Regions from separate parts of the Pan troglodytes genome. Here all the other regions are linked to region 3. A link is a contact called in public Hi-C and HiChIP or PLAC-seq data. All regions are on one chromosome and are shown on one strand. Each heading gives the region's core, a stretch centred on a gene start, on an enhancer-like site or on the middle of the called end of the contact. The rest is flanking DNA. Distances are from core to core; before and after follow the strand shown. Region 1 holds the start of SAMD1 (sterile alpha motif domain containing 1). Region 2 holds the start of MISP3 (MISP family member 3). Region 3 holds the start of NANOS3 (nanos C2HC-type zinc finger 3).

The links. A called contact is a pair of places that touch in the nucleus more often than the background predicts. HiChIP or PLAC-seq counts read pairs in DNA pulled down with a chosen protein or histone mark.
Region 1: a contact with region 3 is called in an H3K4me3 HiChIP or PLAC-seq map of stem cell-derived excitatory neurons, with 11 times the contacts expected there. The contact joins the promoter of SAMD1 here to the promoter of NANOS3 in region 3. A contact is called at or near these places in 1 of 1 datasets of contacts at active chromatin or transcription factors (stem cell-derived excitatory neurons) and 1 of 1 other capture datasets (stem cell-derived neural stem cells).
Region 2: a Hi-C map of stem cell-derived neural progenitor cells shows a contact between it and region 3, with 6 times the contacts expected there. The contact joins the promoter of MISP3 here to the promoter of NANOS3 in region 3. A contact is called at or near these places in 4 of 7 Hi-C or Micro-C datasets (blood, induced pluripotent stem cells and stem cell-derived neural progenitor cells), 1 of 1 datasets of contacts at active chromatin or transcription factors (stem cell-derived excitatory neurons) and 1 of 1 other capture datasets (stem cell-derived neural stem cells).

Annotation. Positions count from the first base shown.
Region 1 is chr20:16,785,340-16,789,550 of NHGRI_mPanTro3-v2.0_pri, forward strand. SAMD1 (sterile alpha motif domain containing 1) reads right to left here and starts at 2,241. Exons shown (of 6, transcript XM_003316155.7): 1 at 2,136-2,241; 2 at 669-1,771; 3 at 1-246. The coding sequence starts at 1,616. The region is part of intron 1 of MISP3 (MISP family member 3); the gene reads left to right. PRKACA (protein kinase cAMP-activated catalytic subunit alpha) reads right to left here. Exons shown (of 10, transcript XM_024351904.2): 10 at 2,887-4,211.
Region 2 is chr20:16,765,246-16,769,469 of NHGRI_mPanTro3-v2.0_pri, forward strand. It overlaps MISP3 (MISP family member 3), which reads left to right and starts at 2,404. Exons shown (of 2, transcript XM_063800580.1): 1 at 2,404-4,224. LOC455775 (elongation factor 1-delta) reads left to right here and starts at 1,301. Exons shown (of 1, transcript XM_009434877.5): 1 at 1,301-2,377. The coding sequence starts at 1,400. The coding sequence ends at 2,245.
Region 3 is chr20:16,566,613-16,570,458 of NHGRI_mPanTro3-v2.0_pri, forward strand. NANOS3 (nanos C2HC-type zinc finger 3) reads left to right here and starts at 2,164. Exons shown (of 2, transcript XM_001171060.7): 1 at 2,164-3,846. It overlaps MIR181C (microRNA mir-181c), which reads left to right and starts at 2,077; the gene lies at 2,077-2,186. MIR181D (microRNA mir-181d) reads left to right here and starts at 2,254; the gene lies at 2,254-2,389.

The DNA.
Region 1 (4,211 bases), core at 991-3,490, 220 kb after region 3:
GCCGCTGCCCGGGGCTGGCCCCCGCCCTTCATCCTGGCCCTGGTGCGGTCCGCAGGGGGTCCACTCCTTGACCCTCTCCTTGGCACTCTGAGGTCCCCGCTCGCCGTTAAGCTGGTGGTGCTGGGCACCTGCAGGACGGTCACTCTCGGGCACTTCAGAGCCCTCTGACACATCATCTTCATCATCTTCATCTTCATCATCATCTTCTTCCTCTTCTTTCTCAAGCACTCGCTCTTCTCCACCTCTCTGGAGCCGAGGAGAGAAGCATGCAAGATTAGTAGCTGTTCTAATCCCAGACCCTGACTGTGGCGTCCGGGCGGTGGGGAGGAGGAACCGATTCCACCTTTAAGAACAATACGGACTAACTTTTACGCATTCACTCGGTGCCAGGCTCTGTGTTAACTAAAGCCCTCGACAACCAAATCTTACTAAACTCGCTCAACAACCCCAAGGGGTCGCTACTGTTATTAAGCCGCGTTTACAGCGGAGGAAACTGAGGCTCCGGGAGATTCAATTACTTGCCAAGGTCACCACGCACCGAGCCCGCAGGAAACGCGCGCAAAGCCCCAGCCACCCGCCACCCAGTTCCTCCCAGGACTCGCGCCCCCGCCACCAACTTCGCCCGCACCTGCCCACCGCGCGGCGCCCCCGCTCCCCGGCGCGCTCACCTTGCTGCGAGACGGGCGGGCGCTGGCGGCCGGCGGCGCCCGTCCGGGCCTGTCCCCGCGGGGCAGCGCAAGCGCTCCGAGACGGGTGCGCTCCAGACGGCCTCGCGCCGCCGCCTCCTCCTCCAGCAGCCCCTGCACGCGGCCGCGGGTTAGGCGACCGCCGGCGCCGCCGCTGCCCCCGAGGTAGCGCACGACTTCCCGCAGGCTCACGGGCCGCGCCGCGCCGCCGGCCCGCACCGCGCCCCCCTCCGGCGGCGGCTGTGGCTGCGGCGGCGGCGGCTGCTGCTGCTGTGGCGGCGCCGGCGGCTGTGGCGGCGGCGGCAGCGGCGGCTCCCGGGCGGCGACGGCGGGCGGGGGGGCGCGGCGCGGGCCGGCCGGGGGCGCCACCGCCGGGGGAGCGGCTGGCGCGGGCGGCGGCGCGGCCAGGGGCGCGGCCCGCTGCGCGCGGGGGCCCGGCTGCGCGGGGCCAGGCGAGGGGGGCGCTGTGGCGGCGGCGGCGGCCGCGCGGGGCGCCCGGGCCGGGGCGGCGGCGGCGACGGGCGCGGGCGGTGGCGGCGGGGCGGGCGTGGGCGGCGGCGCGGCGGCGGCGGCGGGGGCCCCGCGGGGGGCGCGCGGCGGGGCCGGCGGGGTGGCTCCGCGCCGGGGCGGCTGGACGCGCGCCGCGTTGCGGTACGAGATGCTCCCCTTGTAGCTGACCCGGAGCACGGCGCGCTGCTGGATCAGTTTCTCGAGCTCGGCGCGCGTGCGCTCCGGCTCCGGGCCGTGCCGCCGCCGCACCATCCGGCAGATGCGCTCCAGGTCCGGCCGCGCCTTGCGCGAGCGCAGCGAGTCGATGGTGTCCAGGATCCACTCTTGGTAGTGCGGAGAAGCGGCGGACGACGAGGCGGCGGCCGCCGTGGTGGCGGCCGCCGCCGTCTCCGGCGGGGGTAGGGCCGGGGGCCCCGCCATGCCTCCCGCCCGGCCCGGCTGCACCGTGCGCGCTGCCTCCCTCCCAGCGCGGCGCCCCCCTCCCCGGCTCCCCTCCCTCCGCCGCTGCCCGCCTCCTCCGCCTCCCCCCCCGGGGGGCGCAGCGCCTCGGCGGAGCGGCGGCGGCGCTGCTGTTTCTTTGCAAAAAAAAAAAAAAAAGAGAGAGAGAGGGAGCGAGAGAGAGAGAGAGAGGAAAAAACAGTGAGAGAGAAAGAAAAGAGAGAAAAAAATATGCACACACTCACTCACTCGCACGCACGCACACACAGACCCGCTTCTGCTGGGCGCGCGCGGGGCCGGGGATGCGAGGGGGAGGAGGGGAGCGCGGCGCGGCCGGCCCCTCCCCGCCGCCGCCGCCGCCGCACGCGCGCCCTGCGCCCGGGACACTCCGGCCCCCCTTCCTTCCCTCCCTCCCTCCCCCCCGCCGCCCGCCTTCCTCCCTCCCACCCCCACGCGCCCGCTTTTAAGGTGGAGCCCGGGCCCCCCGCCCGCCCCCTTTACCCTGCGCTCTCGCTCACTCCGGCTCGCTCCGGCCCCCCCTTACAACTCCCGCGCGCTTTTTAAGGAGGCGCCGCGGAGTTGGCGCCGGGGCGGGGGCGGGGGAAAGCGACGGGCGGGGGAGGGGGAGGGGAGTGCCGGGGGGAGGGGAGAGGGGGCGGGCAGGGCGGGCGGGCGGCGCTCGGCCGCCCTCCAGCCATTGGGCGCGGGACCCAGACGTCCCCGGCGCCCAGCCCCCCTCTCCACGCCTCTCCAGCGCGCTCCGCTCTCGGGACCGCACTTACCGGGAACTCGCCGCCCGCGGGCCGGGGCTGCCGCGCTCGCAGGGTGCTGCGGGGACCCTCCTGCTGCCGCCGCCCCCGCGTCCCTCAGGCGCGCCTGGCCCGGCGCTGAGGATGCGGGAAGGGGGGCGCGCACCCTCTCCGCCTTCTACTCCCCCTGCCAGGGCCGCCCCCGCCGCCGCTCGGCCTCCTGGCGCGCCAGCCCCAGCGCCTCCCTAGAGCGCCCTCTCGGTCCCGGGCTGGACGCCGAGGGGGCGCGCCGCAGATTTGGGGACCCCGAATCTGGGGTCAAAGGGCAGTTTGACGCTCGTTTCTCCTGCGGGGCCGAAGGAGTGCCGGAATTTCAGCTAAACCCTGGTTACAAGGACTTCAAGCCAGGACCTGATCGGCCTGCACGCTGGGGTCCGAAATTCCCTTTCCAACCCCCTGGGGGTGTGTGGGTGGGTGATCGAAGTCGAGAACACCAGCGACACTTTTTTTTTTAAACAAAACTTTATTGGTAATAGTTTTCAAATATGTTTACAACAGCACACTGTTCAAGAGGAAGTCTCGTCCTTCGCAGCACACAGGTTGAATCGCCCCCGCACCCACCCGGGGCCCCACCCCAGGCCTGAGAACTCCTCCTGGGATGGGGAGAAGTTATGAGAGGGGGAAATACGGGGATGAATGGGGTGGCTCCCCAGCGGCTCCCCACTTTTACGAGAGAAAAAAGCACAAATGAGAAAGTGGGGGAGAGGTGATGGACAGCTGACAGCTAAGCTGGAGGAGGGGCGCCCAGGATGGGGGAGGCGGAAGCTGGTGGGTGAGTAAAACAGGCAGCCCCTCCCCAGCAGCTCTAGCCTTGAACCCCGGGCCGTGGCTTGGGGGGACTTGGCCTCTTCTGTTCCCTTTTGCAGGGATGCCCTCCCCACTCAGCTGAGGGAAGGCTGGACGTTAAAATCTAGCGGAGAATAAAATTAAGGAGTTGGGGGAAAACGCTGCTGGGAGGAAAGACTTGGGCTTGGGGCTCCCCCTCTGTCTTTTTGGGGGATGACTCCTCTTTGGCAGGGAGAGGGGCAGCTGCTTTGTCTGGCTTTCAAAGCCCAAGGGTGAAGACAGATCTGTTGGGGAAGAAGAGAGCGGAGGCTTCCTAAAGGGGCCTAGACCCTCGCAGGATTGGCAGAGAGGATTCCCCGGGGAGGGGCCCAGGGGAGATTAGCAGCGGGGAGGTTCAAACCCCAGCGCCTCCCTTTCCAAAGTCAGTCTGCTTCTCTTTAAAATGGATTTGAGGAATGGGGGGACATGGGAGGGGTGGGAGTAGAGGAAGGAGGGAGGGAGGCACTGGTGGAACTTAAATAAGATTTTAAATTGTTGTTTTTTTAAAAAAATTCTAGCAAGCAACCCACTGAACATGTCACTAAAAATCTCTCCTTCCCAGGCAGGATTACTCCGAAAGGAAGGTTGGCGCTTCGTTCATTTGCCCTTAGCAAGTGGGGCCTGTGGTTGGGTGGGATGGGGGTGTGGGTGGGGGCTGGAGTTAAGCGTGAGCCCCTCTTTCCATACCCTGTCCCTGGATACACCAGCAAGACCTGGTCTGACTGGAGTTGAGAAACTCGTTTAAAACAGGCAGAAGTGGGCTGGGAGGGCTGAGGGGCTGGGGGGCTGTGGGGAAGGAGGAAGGGAAAAGTGGGAGAGGGGGCAGGAGGGTGAAGGGGATGAGGGGGAGCAGCTGGTGTTTCTGTCCCTCTGATTATCTGGGCTTCCTGCTCCCCCTAACCCTGGAGGGTGGGGTGGGGGTGAAATTAGATGCAAGGAACTC
Region 2 (4,224 bases), core at 1,154-3,653, 200 kb after region 3:
CGGCCTCTCAAAGCACTGGGATTACAGGCATGAGCCACTGCGCGTGGCCAACTTTTTTTTTTTTTTTTTTTTTGAGACAGAGTCTTACTCTGTTGTTCAGGCTAGAGTGCAGTGGTGTGATCACAGCTCACTGCAGCCTTGATCTCCCTGGGCTCAGGTGATCCTCCCACCTCAGCCTCCTGAGTAGCTGGGACTGTAGGCACACACCACCAACATGCTGCTAATTTTTGCATTTTTTGTAGAGATGGGGTCTCACTACGTTACCCAGGCTGGTCTTGAACTCCTGGGGCTCAAGCCATCTGCCCGCCTCAGCCTCCCAAAGTGTTGGGATTACAGGTGTGAACCACTGTGCCCAGCTAAACATCTTTTTTTTAGTGTTATTTTATTTATTTATTTATTTAGAGACAGGGTCTTTCTCTATCACCCAGACTGGAGTGTATTGGCATTATTATAGCTTACTGCAGCCTCAAACTCCTAGGCTCAAATGATCCTCCCACCTCAGCCTCCCAAGTACCTGGGCCTACAGACACAAACCACCATGCCCAGCTAATTTAAAAAAATGTCTTCTTTCCTTCCTTCCTTCCTTCCTTCCTTCCTTCCTTCCTTCCTTCCTTCCTTCTTTCCCTCCCTTCCTCCCTCCCTTTCTTTCTCTCTTTCCTTCTTTCCTTCTTTCTTTCTTCCTTTCTGCAGAGACAGGGTCTCCCTATATTACCCAGGCTGGTTTCAAGCAATCCTCCTGCCTCGGCCTCCCAAAGTGTTAAAATTACAGGTGTGAGCCACCGTGCCTGGCTGGGATAAACACCTTGGCTTCACTCTCCTCTCTTTCATCAGGTGACCCCAAGGAAGCCAGAGGGGAAGGAAGGTGAAACAGAAGTCTGAGAAGGGGTGCTTGTGAAGTAGAAGGAAATCAGGAGGGGGTGGTGTACCCAAAGACCAAGGAGCTAATGAAGAGGAGGACAGGGAATGAAGTCAGTGATTGAATCTGCCAAACGGACATCATAGGTGCTCTTGTCAGAAAAAGCTCCCAGAAGCCGGGTGCGGTGGCTCATACCTGTAATCCCAGCACTTTGGGAGGCTGAGGCGGGCAGATCATGAGGTCAGGAGTTCGAGACCAGCCTGGCCAACATGGTGAAACCCTGTCTCTACTAAAACTACAAAAAAATTAGCTGGGCGTGGTGGCACACGCCTGTAATATCAGCTACTCCAGAGGCTGAAGCAGGAGAATCGCTTGAACCCGGGAGGCGGAGGTTGCAGTGAGCCAAGATCACACCACTGCACTCCAGCCTGGGCAACCGAGTGAGACTTCGTCTCAAAAAAGAAAAAGAGCCCTTTCATCAATCTTCCCGCGTCCGCCGATTCCTCCTCCTTGGTCGCCGCGTCCTTGGCTGGCGTCAGAAAAATGGCTACAAACTTCCTAGCACATGAGAAGATCTGGTTTGACAAGTTCAAATATGACGACGCAGAAAGGAGATTCTACCAGCAGATGAACGGGCCTGTGGCAGGTGCCTCCCGCCAGGAGAACGGTGCCAGCGTGATCCTCCATGACATTGTGAGAGCCAGAGAGAACATCCAGAAATCCCTGGCTGGAAGCTCAGGCCCCGGGGCCTCCAGTGGCCCCAGCGGAGACCACAGCGAGCTCGTTGTCCGGATCGCCAGTCTGGAAGTGGAGAACCAGAGCCTGCGTGGCGTGGTACAGGAGCTGCAGCAGGCCATCTCCAAGCTGGAGGCCCAGCTGAACGTGCTGGAGAAGAGCTCGCCTGGCCACCGGGCCACGGCCCCGCAGACCCAGCACGTGTCTCCCATGCGCCAAGTGGAGTCCCCGGCCAAGAAGCCAGCCACACCAGCAGAGGATGACGAGGATGATGACATTGACCTGTTTGGCAGCGACAATGAGGAGGAGGACAAGGAGGCGGCACAGCTGCGGGAGGAGTGGCTACGGCAGTACGCGGAGAAGAAGGCCAAGAAGCCTGCACTAGTGGCCAAGTCCTCCATCCTGCTGGATGTCAAGCTTTGGGACGATGAGACGGACATGGCCCAGCTGGAGGCCTGTGTGCGCTCTATCGAGCTGGACGGGCTGGTCTGGGGGACCTCCAAGCTGGTGCCCGTGGGCTACGGTATCCGGAAGCTACAGATTCAGTGTGTGGTGGAGGACGACAAGGTGGGGACAGACTTGCTGGAGGAGGAGATCACTAAATTTGAGGAGCACGTGCAGAGTGTCGATATCGCAGCTTTCAACAAGATCTGAAGCCTGAGTGTGTGTATGTGCGCGCGTGCGTAAGGCCCTGCCACGATTAAAGACTGAGACCGGCAAAAAAAAAAAAAAAAAAAAAAGAAAAAGAAAAAAGAAAGAAAGAAAAGAAAAAGAAAAAGAAAAAAATGTTCCCGTGAAAGGGGGCCAAGAACCCAGCCCAGTTGGCATGGCTGGAGGAAGGACCAGGAGATGATGCAGTGGGGAAGGTGCTATAAAGAAAACTTTTTCCCAGAAGTATACAGCTTATTTATTTATTTATTTATTTTGAGACAGAGTTTTGCTCTTGCTGCCTAGGCTAGAGTGCAGTGGCGTGATCTTGGCTCACTGTAACCTCCACCTCCCAGGTTCAAGTGATTCTCCCACCTCAGCTTCCCGAATAGCTGGGATTACAGGCGCCCACCACCAGGCCTGGCTAATTTTTTTTTTTTGTATTTTTAGTAGAGACGGGGTTTGGCCATGCTGGCCAGGCTGGTTTCGAACTCCTGACCTCAGGTGATCCTCCCGCCTCGGCCTCCCAAAGTGCTGGCATCACGGGCATGAGCCTCCGTGCCCGGCCGGTAACTGTATTTTTCCTTCTGGGCACCCCAGAATGGTGGGGTTGGGGGCAGGTTCTGGGAAGAGTCTGCTTCCATTAGGGGGAAAGTGGAAAACGTCCCTAGGGGAGGGTGGCCCGCGCAAGGGCATCGATCCTGCCCTTGAACCGCATGATCCGGCCCCAGCTGCTCTTTCCCCCTACCCTGGACGCCTCCTGTTTCCTGTCTGGGCCTCCCCAGGCGCCCGGGCCCAAGGTGACCGCCTTTCAACTGCAACCGCTAAGCTGCGCCCACGGCGCACTGTGTCCGTCTCTCCCTCCTCCCTCAATCCGGGAGTGCCCTTGGCAGCGGACACCTCCCGGATTTTTCCGGGAGGAGAAGGGAAGCCGCTTCTCGGCTTGGCGTGGGGGCAGTGGTGCGCGGCTGGGAACCTCGCTGAGCCCAAGCATTGGTAGGGAGACCCCAGCGGCCAGTAAGGCGGCTCCTGGCGCCCCCTCGGGCCGGAGCTGTGCGCTGCAAGGCTGGATCGGAGGGAGGGCCCAGAGGCCTGAGGAGTCGCTGCCTGCCGGCTGGCACGACCAAGCGGGGCTGCCCGGGTCCCGAAAAGACGGCTTCGGGGGACACCTCACCAAGCGGCTAGTGGTTCAGAACCCCAGTCCGACGCGCTGCTGGGCCCAGTCTCCCGGACGATGACGGGGACATGGCTCTGAAAAAGTGCCAGGGTGCGCTCAGTAGAACCCAGCACCCAGAATGGCCCCCCAGAGAGCGGGGCCGGGTCTAAGGAAGCCCTCTTCCAAGAAGTCCCGTGCCCTGAGGTGACTGGGCGCGCTAGCTGATGAAACTGAGTGCCCAACCGAGGCGCCCCTTGTCCCGAGGGCGGGGCCAGGGCGGGGCGGGAGTCCTCCTGGCAGGTGCCGGGGGCGGTGCCCGGCCCTGCCCCCGGGGGCCGTTCCTGGAGGCCAGAGGCGGGTCAGAGAAGCGGCCGGTGCGGGCGACGCCTTGGAACCCACGGGCCGCCACTGCCGCCACAGGTGCCTCACAGTGCCCTCTGTCCTCGCTCTGGGAATCAAAACCCCGGTTGGGAACTGAGGCTTCCGAACTGCTTCCAACCCTGGACACGAAGGCCCCCACCGGCCGGAGAACGAAACCCTGGGGTCATCTGAAGAGGAGGGCCAGGAGTCCCCAGGGCCAGACAGCGAAGCCCCAGAGCTGCTGCGGAGCTGAACACCGAGGTCCCCAAGCCCTCCGCAAAGGACGTGGAGATCCTGGAGCAAGAGAGCGAAGTCCTCGAGCCATCAGTCGAGCAGGACGCAGAGAGCCCCGGGCTGTCCACAGCTGCGGGCTTTGAGAGTCCTGAGCCAGGCAGAGACGACCCTGGGCCGTCCGAAGCGCAAAGGGCGGAGTTCCAGGGGCAGCATCCCCCTCCAGGCCCTAAGACCT
Region 3 (3,846 bases), core at 914-3,413:
GTGCTCCCAACTCACTCTCCTTCCCAAGTCCTAGGCGTTCTCCTCCTTAGAATGATGATCTACAAGGCAGGGGACCGGCCACCTCCCTCGGAAGGGCCTGGACACCTGGGGTGGAGGTGGCGGATAAAGAGAAGCCGATCAGGCCCCCCCACTCCACAGCCTGAATGGGAGGATCTGCTGGACGTGGCGGATGAGCTGCGAGAGAGGGCGCCCCACTCCAGCTCCAGACAGAGGGGTGGGAACGTGACCCCGACCCGGGGCGGGTGAGAGGGCGGGCTCTGGGGAAAGGGCTCTAGAAGGTGCCGGGAGGCGGGAGGGGGGCTTCGGGAGGGCGAGTTAGCCGGGATCGGGCTTGAGGGGGCCTACGAAGTTCGGTTTGGGGGCGTGCCCGGTCGGGGCGGACCTTAGTGGGGGGCTGGGCTTCGTGGGGGCAGGACGCAGTCCCGGGGCGTCTATAGAGCAGGCTTTTGTGGAGGGCTCTAAGGGGGCGGGCCCTAAGGGAGCTGGGCTCTTTGAGGACTGGCTTAGGGGCTTGGCGGCTCCGTGGGAGTCTATATGGGCGGGTTTTAGAGGGAGTGTGTTCTGGGGAACAGGTCAAAAGCGACGGGGCTCTAAGGGGCAGGGCCTGGGCTGGGGCCTTGGCTGGTGGCTCCAGACTGTGGGTGGGGCTCTCGGGGGCGGGGCTCTCGGGGGCGCGTCCTCGGGGGCTGGGCCGGGTCCCGTCGCCACCACCGTGAGGGGTGTGGTGGGGGGGGTGGTTCACGCAGCTCGGCACACTTGGGGGTCCCTCATCTACCTTGGGGTTATGCCAGGCGGTTATTTTGGGCCTCAGTATTCCCCTCGGTGAAATGCCAGGGGCCAGGAAATTACTTATTTTTTTGCGACGACGGGGTCTCGTCCTGTCACCCAGGCTGGAATACAGTGGCGCGATCACGGCTCACTGCAGCCTCGAGCCTCGAACTCTTGGGGTCCAAGCGATCCTCCCATCTCAGACTCCTAAGTAGCTAAGACTACAGGCTCACTACACCACACCCAGCTAATTTTTTTGTAGGGACAGGTATCTCGCTATGTTGCTCAGGCTGGTCTCCATCTCCTGGGCTCAAAAGATCCTCCCGCCTCAGCCTCCCAAAATACTGAATTACAGGCCTGAGCCGCAGCACCCGGCTAGGCCGTCCGCAGACCCAGGTCAGGGGCGAAGGCGCGCTCGCCCATCCCTGGTCGTCACTGCTTGGCTTGCGGGGGGTGGGAGATAGGGGTGCGTACCTGTAGGCCTGGGGGCACCCGGGGCGGGGGGTTGGTCGCCGAACTCTGTGCGATCACTGGAGGAAGGGACTGGGGGTCATTTGAGGGATGAGGAAATGGAGAGGGGGCGCCGCAGCCGGTTTTGAGGCCCAAGGGGCAGCCCCCACGTGGCTGCGCGGACTCCCTCCGGAAGTGCCCGAGTTCAGATGCTGTGTGACCGCGCACGCGGGGCGAGCGACGCCCTCTCTGAACCTCCTGCCTCTTCCCTGTCTAGTGGGGCCCCAGTGCACTTGTAAAGTGGAGAGACCTGACGACCCCCCACCCCCAAGCGCTCCACTCACGCTGTTGTGATTCCTAAACCATCGTGCCCGGAACTCAGTGAAGCTCCCAGAACGTATTACATTGTATTAAAATGGCTTGTTTATCTCCACGTTGCATCAATGCCCTCGGGGCCAGGATCCTCCGTTGCCAGACTTCCCGGGAACACTTGGAATGCCTCCTCCACCTCGGACTAGCAGTGGCCTTTGGCCTCAGTCTCCCCAGTTGACAAAGGGGGGTAATCTGCACCTCCAGGATCACTTTGTGAATTACTTAAGGAGCGGGCTTGAGGCCAGCACTCCCCTGCACTGCTACATCTCCATCCCCATAGCAAAGGCTACATTTTATTTACTATCATTTATATTTGCCTTGTGTTTTTCCCAGATCTAGGTGCAAACAGCACCTGAAAAGCGTTTGTTTATTTCATGAGAGAAAAGGGGTTCCTTACTCTCTCCTCCTCTCCCTCTTCATGCTCTCTGGTTCCCTGCCACCTACCCCACCCCCGACTCCAGGTCCCGGAAAATTTGCCAAGGGTTTGGGGGAACATTCAACCTGTCGGTGAGTTTGGGCAGCTCAGGCAAACCATCGACCGTTGAGTGGACCCTGAGGCCTGGAATTGCCATCCTCCTGCCGGTGACTCTGACCTTCCAGATCTAGGGGGGCCTGGGGAGCCCCCAATCCAGCCTGGGCACGTCCCCTCCCCTAGGCCACAGCCGAGGTCACAATCAACATTCATTGTTGTCGGTGGGTTGTGAGGACCGAGGCCAGACCCACCGGGGGATGAATGTCACTGTGGCTGGGCCAGACATGGCTTAAGGGGAATGGGGACTGGGGACAGGACCCCCCACCGCCACAGTCACTCAGCCTGTTTTTTGCCCTGACCCCAACCACTCCTCTTTGGAGAGGAGAGCTGGTGTCTGGAATCTGGATGGACTCTGGCTGGATTTGGGATTAAATATTAGAGGGTTGGGGGTAAACAGGCTGGGGCAGGGCAGCTAAAATCCCCCCCCACTTTTTGTTTTTAAGACAGAGTCTCACTCTGTTGCCTAGGCTGGAGTGCAGTGGCCCAATCTCAGCTCACTGCAACCTCTGCCTCCAGGGTTTGAGTGATTCTCTGGCCTCAGCCTCCCAAGTAGCTGGGATTACAGGCATCTGCCACCACGGTGGGCTAATTTTTGTATTTTTAGTAGAGACGAGATTTCACTGTGTTGGCCAGGCTGGTCTCAAACTCCTGACCTCAAGTAATCCTCCCACCTCGGCCTCCCAAAGTGCTGGGATTACAGGCATTAGCCACCTTGCCTGGCCTAAAACCCCTTTCTGAAATGTGGGTGGTAAGTTCTGCTCCGTGGAGTGCTCCATAGTTTTTTTAAATTAGAGACAGGATCTCGCTCTTGTCACCCAGGCTGGAGTGCAATGGTGTGACCTTAGCTCACTGCAGCCTCTAATAACTGGAGTCAAGCGTTGATCCTCCCGCCTCAGCCTCCCCAGTAGCCGGAACCACGGGCACGCGCCACCACACCCAGCTTATTTCGAAAAAGTGTTTTTGTAGGAACAGGGTCTCAAAACGTTGCCCAGGCTGGTCTCCAACTCCTAGGTTCAAGCAATCCTCCTCGGCCTCTCAAAATGAGCCACAGTGCCTGGCCAATAAAAGTTTCTTAAATGAATGGATGGGTGGATGAGCTGTGTAAGCGGCACAGCGTCTCTCCTGTGTCCAAGTCCTGAGCACACCCTACCCTCCTGGGACTGAGCTCAGATCTCATCTGGGGGAGGACATTGAAGACCTGTAGGTACTAGGGGTCCCCTCCTAACAGCCCAACTTGGTATCCCCCACCTCCCAACTCCAGAGGGTTCTTTCTCACCCCTCTGCAGCCCCCGCCAGGAAAGGGCTCCCTCCCCAGCACCTAGCCTCAGGGGGCCCCAGTAACTAGAAGAAGGAGGCAGATGTGGTGCTTTTTGTTGTTGTTGTTGTTGTTTTGTTGTTTTGAGACAGAGTCTTACTCTGTTTCCCAGGCTGGAGTGCAGTGGCTTGATCTTGGCTCACCGCAACCTCTGCCTCCTGGGTTCAAGCAATTCTTCTGCCTCAGCCTCCTGAGTAGCTGGGATCACAGGCACCCGCCACCATGCCCAGCTAATTTTGTGTGTGTGTGTGTATTTTTAGTAGAGACAGGGTTTCACCATGTTAGCCAGGCTGGTCTCGAACTCTTGACCTCAGGTGATCCGCCTGTATTGGCCTCCCAAACTGTTGGGATTACAGGCATGAGCCACCACTCCCTGGCCTGGTGCATG